Linked DNA regions of Callithrix jacchus: region 1 is linked to region 2. Evidence: chromatin contacts called from public Hi-C data. All regions are on one chromosome and are shown on one strand. Each heading gives the region's core, a stretch centred on a gene start, on an enhancer-like site or on the middle of the called end of the contact. The rest is flanking DNA. Distances are from core to core; before and after follow the strand shown. Region 1 overlaps DAB2 (DAB adaptor protein 2). Region 2 has its middle 92 kb from the start of DAB2.

What was found. A called contact is a pair of places that touch in the nucleus more often than the background predicts.
Region 1: a contact with region 2 is called in a Hi-C map of induced pluripotent stem cells, with 2.9 times the contacts expected there. The contact joins two enhancer-like sites. A contact is called at or near these places in 3 of 3 Hi-C or Micro-C datasets (induced pluripotent stem cells and skeletal muscle).

The regions. Positions count from the first base shown.
Region 1 is chr2:166,188,295-166,191,147 of calJac240_pri, forward strand. It overlaps DAB2 (DAB adaptor protein 2), which reads left to right. Exons shown (of 14, transcript XM_078365547.1): 11 at 1,093-1,725; 12 at 2,255-2,364. Among named protein-coding and RNA genes, the nearest start is that of C9, 14 kb to the right of the region's middle. Within about 2 kb of position 1,492, at least 3 of the 16 cell types and tissues checked have an H3K27ac peak or open chromatin away from gene starts, as enhancers often do.
Region 2 is chr2:166,005,233-166,007,932 of calJac240_pri, forward strand. No RefSeq gene overlaps it. Among named protein-coding and RNA genes, the nearest start is that of DAB2, 92 kb to the right of the region's middle. Within about 2 kb of position 1,354, at least 2 of the 16 cell types and tissues checked have an H3K27ac peak or open chromatin away from gene starts, as enhancers often do.

The DNA.
Region 1 (2,853 bases), core at 242-2,741, 180 kb after region 2:
TTAATAGATACGAGGCTGAATTTGGGTGTCCTTGTTAGTGGTGACAGTGTCGCTGAATCATTAATGCACTTGGAAAGAGGCAGGAAAGATAGTGCCCTGCATATTAGAGTAAGACGCAGGGAGCGAGCCCCTCAAGAATCAGAGGTCATCATTGGACAGACCTGGATTGTTGTGATTTAACGAATTCCTAATAACATAGCAAGGCCACGAGAGATGGAGCCAGTCACGACAAAGATCAGATGCCCCAACGCAGGCCATTAGTTACCTTGAAAGATTTTTGTTTCCATTGTCCTATCCCCCTCCCTTCCCCTTTTAAATCCTCTGTTCTAACTCCTGGCAAGGCTTAGTAAGTGGCACGTGGCAGGAAGCACTTCTATGTGAAACAGTCCTCCCAGGATAACATCCTTTCCTCCATTTTTATATATAAAAGTCTAAAGCTATCTTAGTATTGGCCAAACTTTATCTTCCCTTTACGCAGCTGTGTCAGCCTTGGCAGCATTAAAAAGTGAAGGAACTGAAATGGTTTCTTCAGGATGCAAGCATGTTGAGGCCTTGTGCACATGTGTGATCACTGGTTTCCATAAGACTCCAGACATGAGCGAGTTGCCAAATGAAAAGATCACATCCATGACTCAGAGAGTCCAGTGGATTATCTTAATTAACTACATCATAATCAGCATGGTTTGTGCATATAAATATATTCACTTAACAAATAATCTCCTACTATTGACAGGCTCTGTTCTAGTTTGAAATGTATCAGACAACTAATGCCTATATGATAAGGGCTTATTTTTTTGATGAGTAGGTACTTATAGACTGTATTACCCTTCTAATGAGGAAAGCTCAAAAGGCATGGTAGGAAGAACATGAGCCTCAGAATGCAACCAGCATATGAATGCTCACCTTACATTGTTAGCTAGCCAACTTTTACAGCGATTAATCTCTCGGAACCTTTAGTCTTCCCATGTCAGCCGCAGGGCTTGATGGAAGTTTTAGCTGCGTAGAAGCTTTCCAGAGAGTTGTGCTTTCTGAAATTCAAGAATCTTCTTCAAGCTTGTCTCCTGATAAGTACTTTTCTTCCTCTTTCTTCAGGTGGTGTAGCTGTCACACTCCCTCAGGCGGGACCATGGAACACAACATCTTTGGTCTTCAATCAGTCCCCTTCAATGGTTCCGGGAGCCATGATGGGTGGTCAACCTGCAGGTTTTGGTCAGCCCGTCATTTTTGGTACAAGTCCAGCTGTCCCAGGTTGGAACCAGCCTTCATCCTTTGCAGCCTCAACTGCTTCTCCAGTACCTGTTGTCTGGGGCCCTTCTGCATCTGTGACACCCAATGCTTGGTCAGCAACAAGCTCTTTGGGGAATCCTTTTCAGAGCAATATTTTTCCAGCTCCTGCTGTGTCTACTCAGTCCCCGTCCATGCTGTCCTCTCTCCTGGTCACTCCTCCGCAGCCACCTCCCAGAGCTGGCCCTCCCAAGGACATCTCCAGTGATGCCTTCACTGCCTTAGACCCACTTGGGGATAAAGAGATCAAGGATGTGAAAGAAATGTTTAAGGACTTCCAACTGCGGCAGCCACCTACTGTGCCTGCACGGAAGGGAGAGCAGACTTCTTCTGGGACTTCAAGTGCCTTTTCCAGTTATTTCAACAGCAAGGTTGGCATTCCTCAGGAGAATGCAGACCATGATGACCTTGATGCCAATCAACTACTGAGTAAGATCAACGGTAAGCCACTCACCACTCTGCCTACTATTCCAACAACTATCTCCACTGCCACATGGACCTAAATGAATCCTCCAAATGAACCCTCTCCCACTCACCAAGAGCCTTGCTCTTGCTTCTTTTGGTAATCAAGGATTACGGAGACAACTTGACCATTTACCTTTTGGTGATGACTGTTTATCTTAGTTGTATCTGAGGACTGACCCAATGCTGCCCTCTAGTGATAATTCTTAAAAGGGCTGTCATGAGTTGAAATGTGATGACTGGAGGGCTGTGTAATAAGGCATCATCCATGTTCCATGACTTTAAGTGAGGTGATTCTGAGTCTCTTGCACTTCAGATAAATATGCATGGCTTTCTCTTCTGAGAAAGATGACAATTATTGGGATACCTAAACTTTGGTGTTGATTTTTGTTCCACTGATGTAAATTTCAAAAGTATGGAACTAAATTTCAAAGATAAGCTGACTTGGGGACTGGCTTATATTTGGGGAAAGCTTGTCTACTGATTGCCTGGATTTTTTGCCTTCTAGAACCACCAAAGCCAGTGCCCAGACAAGTTTCCCTGCCAGTTACCAAATCTGCTGACAATGCATTTGAGAACCCTTTCTCTAAAGATTCTTTTGGTTCGTCACAAGCCTCTGTAAGTATTAACTACTAGAAGCTGTTCTCCAAAGTGCAGGCCACATAGATCTCTGGCCTCCTGAGTTAACCTTGCTTTTATAATAGCATTTTTTTTTTTTTTTTTGAGACAGAGTCTTACTCTATCACCCAGGCTGGACTGCAGAGGTGCAATCTCAGTTCACTGCAACCTCCGCCTCCCCGGTTCAAGAGATTCTCCTGTGTCAGCCTCCCAAGTAGCTGGGACTATAGGCACATGCCACCACACCTGGCTAATTTTTTTATTTTTTGTAGAGATGGGGTCTTGCCATATTGGCCAGGCTGGTCTCAAACTCCTGACCTCAAGTGATCCATCTGCCTTGGCCTCCCTTAGTGCTGGGGCTACAGTCATGAGTGACCACACCTGGCTATAATAGCTTTTTGATGGTAAAGCGTGTTTGACTAAGATTTGTTACCAAGAACCTTCACAGTATAAACATTCATTTAAACTGAAGAAAGATTATTTGCACAA
Region 2 (2,700 bases), core at 104-2,603:
GAACACCACAAAATAAATCCAATCTCTCACATTTTTCTATTCCATTTAGTACTGAACTATCCACTGTTGGAAAACAAAAATGAACATGACATCATTTCAGGCTGAAATAACCTTAGGTGATAGAAGAGAAAACATATGTATACAGATATGTATTTGCACAGGACATAAATTTAGTGTTTAAGGGTCTAGAGGTATAAGTTGCATATCCAATTACTACATAAACAGAATATGAGTAGTTCGAAGCACAAGAATAAATGGTTATTGGAACACAAAGGAAAATGTGAAGTCTAACTGTGATTGAGTGGAGAAGAAATTAAACCTATGCCCTTAAGGATAGGTAAGATGAAAGGGCCTCCTGGAGGAAACAGCATGTTCAAAAGTACCCAGGCATATTCAGAAAGCCAAGGGCTCTGTAGTTTTACGAAAGCAAGTTTTCCAAATCGTGAACTGTAGGCATGAATCTTTAGGGTTTCAAGGGATATGTTAGTCTATGTACGCACCAAATATTGAGTACGGTCCAAACAGCCATAACAAAATGCCTATCACATAACTTATTTTTCTTAAATGTAATTTAACTATTGTTAGTGTTGATGATAAAGTCAGGCCGGGGACAGTGGCTCATGCCTATAATCCTAGCACTTTGGGAGGCTGAGGAGGGTGGATCACCTGAGGTCAGGAGTTTGAGACCAGCCTGGCCAACATGGTGAAACCCCATCTCTACTTAAAAAAAAAAAAAATGGCTGGGCACAGTGGCTCACACCTGTAATCCTAGCACTTTGGGAGGCCAAGGTGGGTGGATCACCTGAGGTCAGGAGTTCAAAACCAGCCTGGCCATCATGGTGAGACCCCATCTTAAAAAAAAAAAAAAAAATTAGCTGGGCGTGGTGGTGGGTGCCTGTAATTCCATCTGCTCAGGAAGCTGAGGCAGGAGAATCGCTTGAACCCAGGAGGGGGAAGTAGCAGTGAGCCGAGATCATGCCACTGCACTCCAGCCTCCGCAACAAGAGCGAAACTTCATCTCAAAAAAAAAAGTCATAATTCTGTGTTTTCTTCATCAGTGGGTCAGTGAGTACTCAGAGTACAACCACTAACATAGATAATCCTTGAGAGTTGTTAGCATTAAAAAGGGATCTGTTCAAGAGTTTGGGAGGTATTAGGTCAGAGTAGAGAGGGCTAAGCAGGAGTGGGCCAGCCCTTCCCCTTGGCATAGCTCCCTGCTCCTCTTATCTTTTCAAGGACATTGCTCTGGCCATTTGCCCCTGGTTTAAGTTTTTCCTTACCACTGCAGTTTTCTCATTATCATCCAACTACGCTGTGTTTCTTTGAGTGTGGAAACAATCCATCTCAACATTGCTTCCACCTCCAACCAGCTAGTTTTTACTGAAAGAAAGGAAAAAAAAGCCCTAGGATAAAGCAATCGTGTATATGCACAGTTCCAATTTCTTTCTAGTATTTTCTCTGTGGGCTTTGCCTTCAAAACACATCTACTATCTGACTTCTTATCTCCATAGCAGCAATTACCACCCGTCCAAACCACGCTCATGTCAATTTTGGATCCCAGTAGCTTCCAGACTGGTCTGTCGGCTTTCACCTCCCCTTGCCCCATACTTTATTCTCAACAGAGTATCGGGAGTGATCCTGTGGAAACAGAAATCAAATCATGTCAATCCTCTGCTCCAAACCTCCTTAAGTTTCCCATCTCATTCAGAGTGAAATCCTCGTTGGTACGATCATTTTTCAAGACGTGAACTCTTCCTTAAAGTTCTATCTGACTCCAACTCTTAAATTTGTCCTCTTTCCCTCACTTTGTTTCAGCCATGCAAGCTGCCTTTTTGTGCACCAAGCTTGCCAGGTGACTCGGTTCAGCCCACAAGATGATGCAGCATATGTCTAATGACCTATTAGCAAGTTTTCACTTTTTAGTATGACTGTATTGTTCGATGTACATGAAAACTTAGCTTGACCTATGGAGTTGGTTAACAGTGGAAAATTAGTTTTGTTTGTCATTTGAAAACATTGTCCAGAAACTCCATAAATAAAACACATTTATTTTTCTTTTTGAAGTATTCTGAATGACTCACTATATTTTTTTATCATGTGACCCCTTTTCAGCTTTCACCCTACTTAGATTCTCTTTTATTGAGACAGGGTCTCACTCTGTCACCCAGACTGGAGTATTCACTCACTCAGCCTCAACCTCCTGGGCTCTTGTGATCCTCTTGCCTCAGCTTCCAATGTAGCTGGGACCACAGGTGCATAACCACATCTGGCTAAGTTTTTGAGTTTTTGTAGGGACAGGGGTCTCACTTCGTTGCCCAGGCTGTTTTCAAACTGGGCTCAAGCGATCCTTGTGTCCAAGCTTCCCAAAGTGCTGGGATTACAGGCACTGCACCCAGCCATAGATTCCCTTTATCATGGCACACAATTGATAGCTCCCTTTTATTTGAAAGTTTCTTCTGTGTTTTTCTCTCTTTTTTTTTTTTTTTTTTTTTTTTTGAGACGGAGTTTCGCTGTTGTTACCCAGACTGGAGTGCAATGGCACAATCTCGGCTCACCGCAACTTCTGCCTCCTGGGTTCAAGCAATTCTCCTGCCTCAGCCTCCCGAGTAGCTGGGACTGCAGGCGCGCACCACCATGCCCAGCTAATTTTTGTGTTTTTAGTAGAGACGGGATTTCACCATGTTGACCAGGATGGTCTCG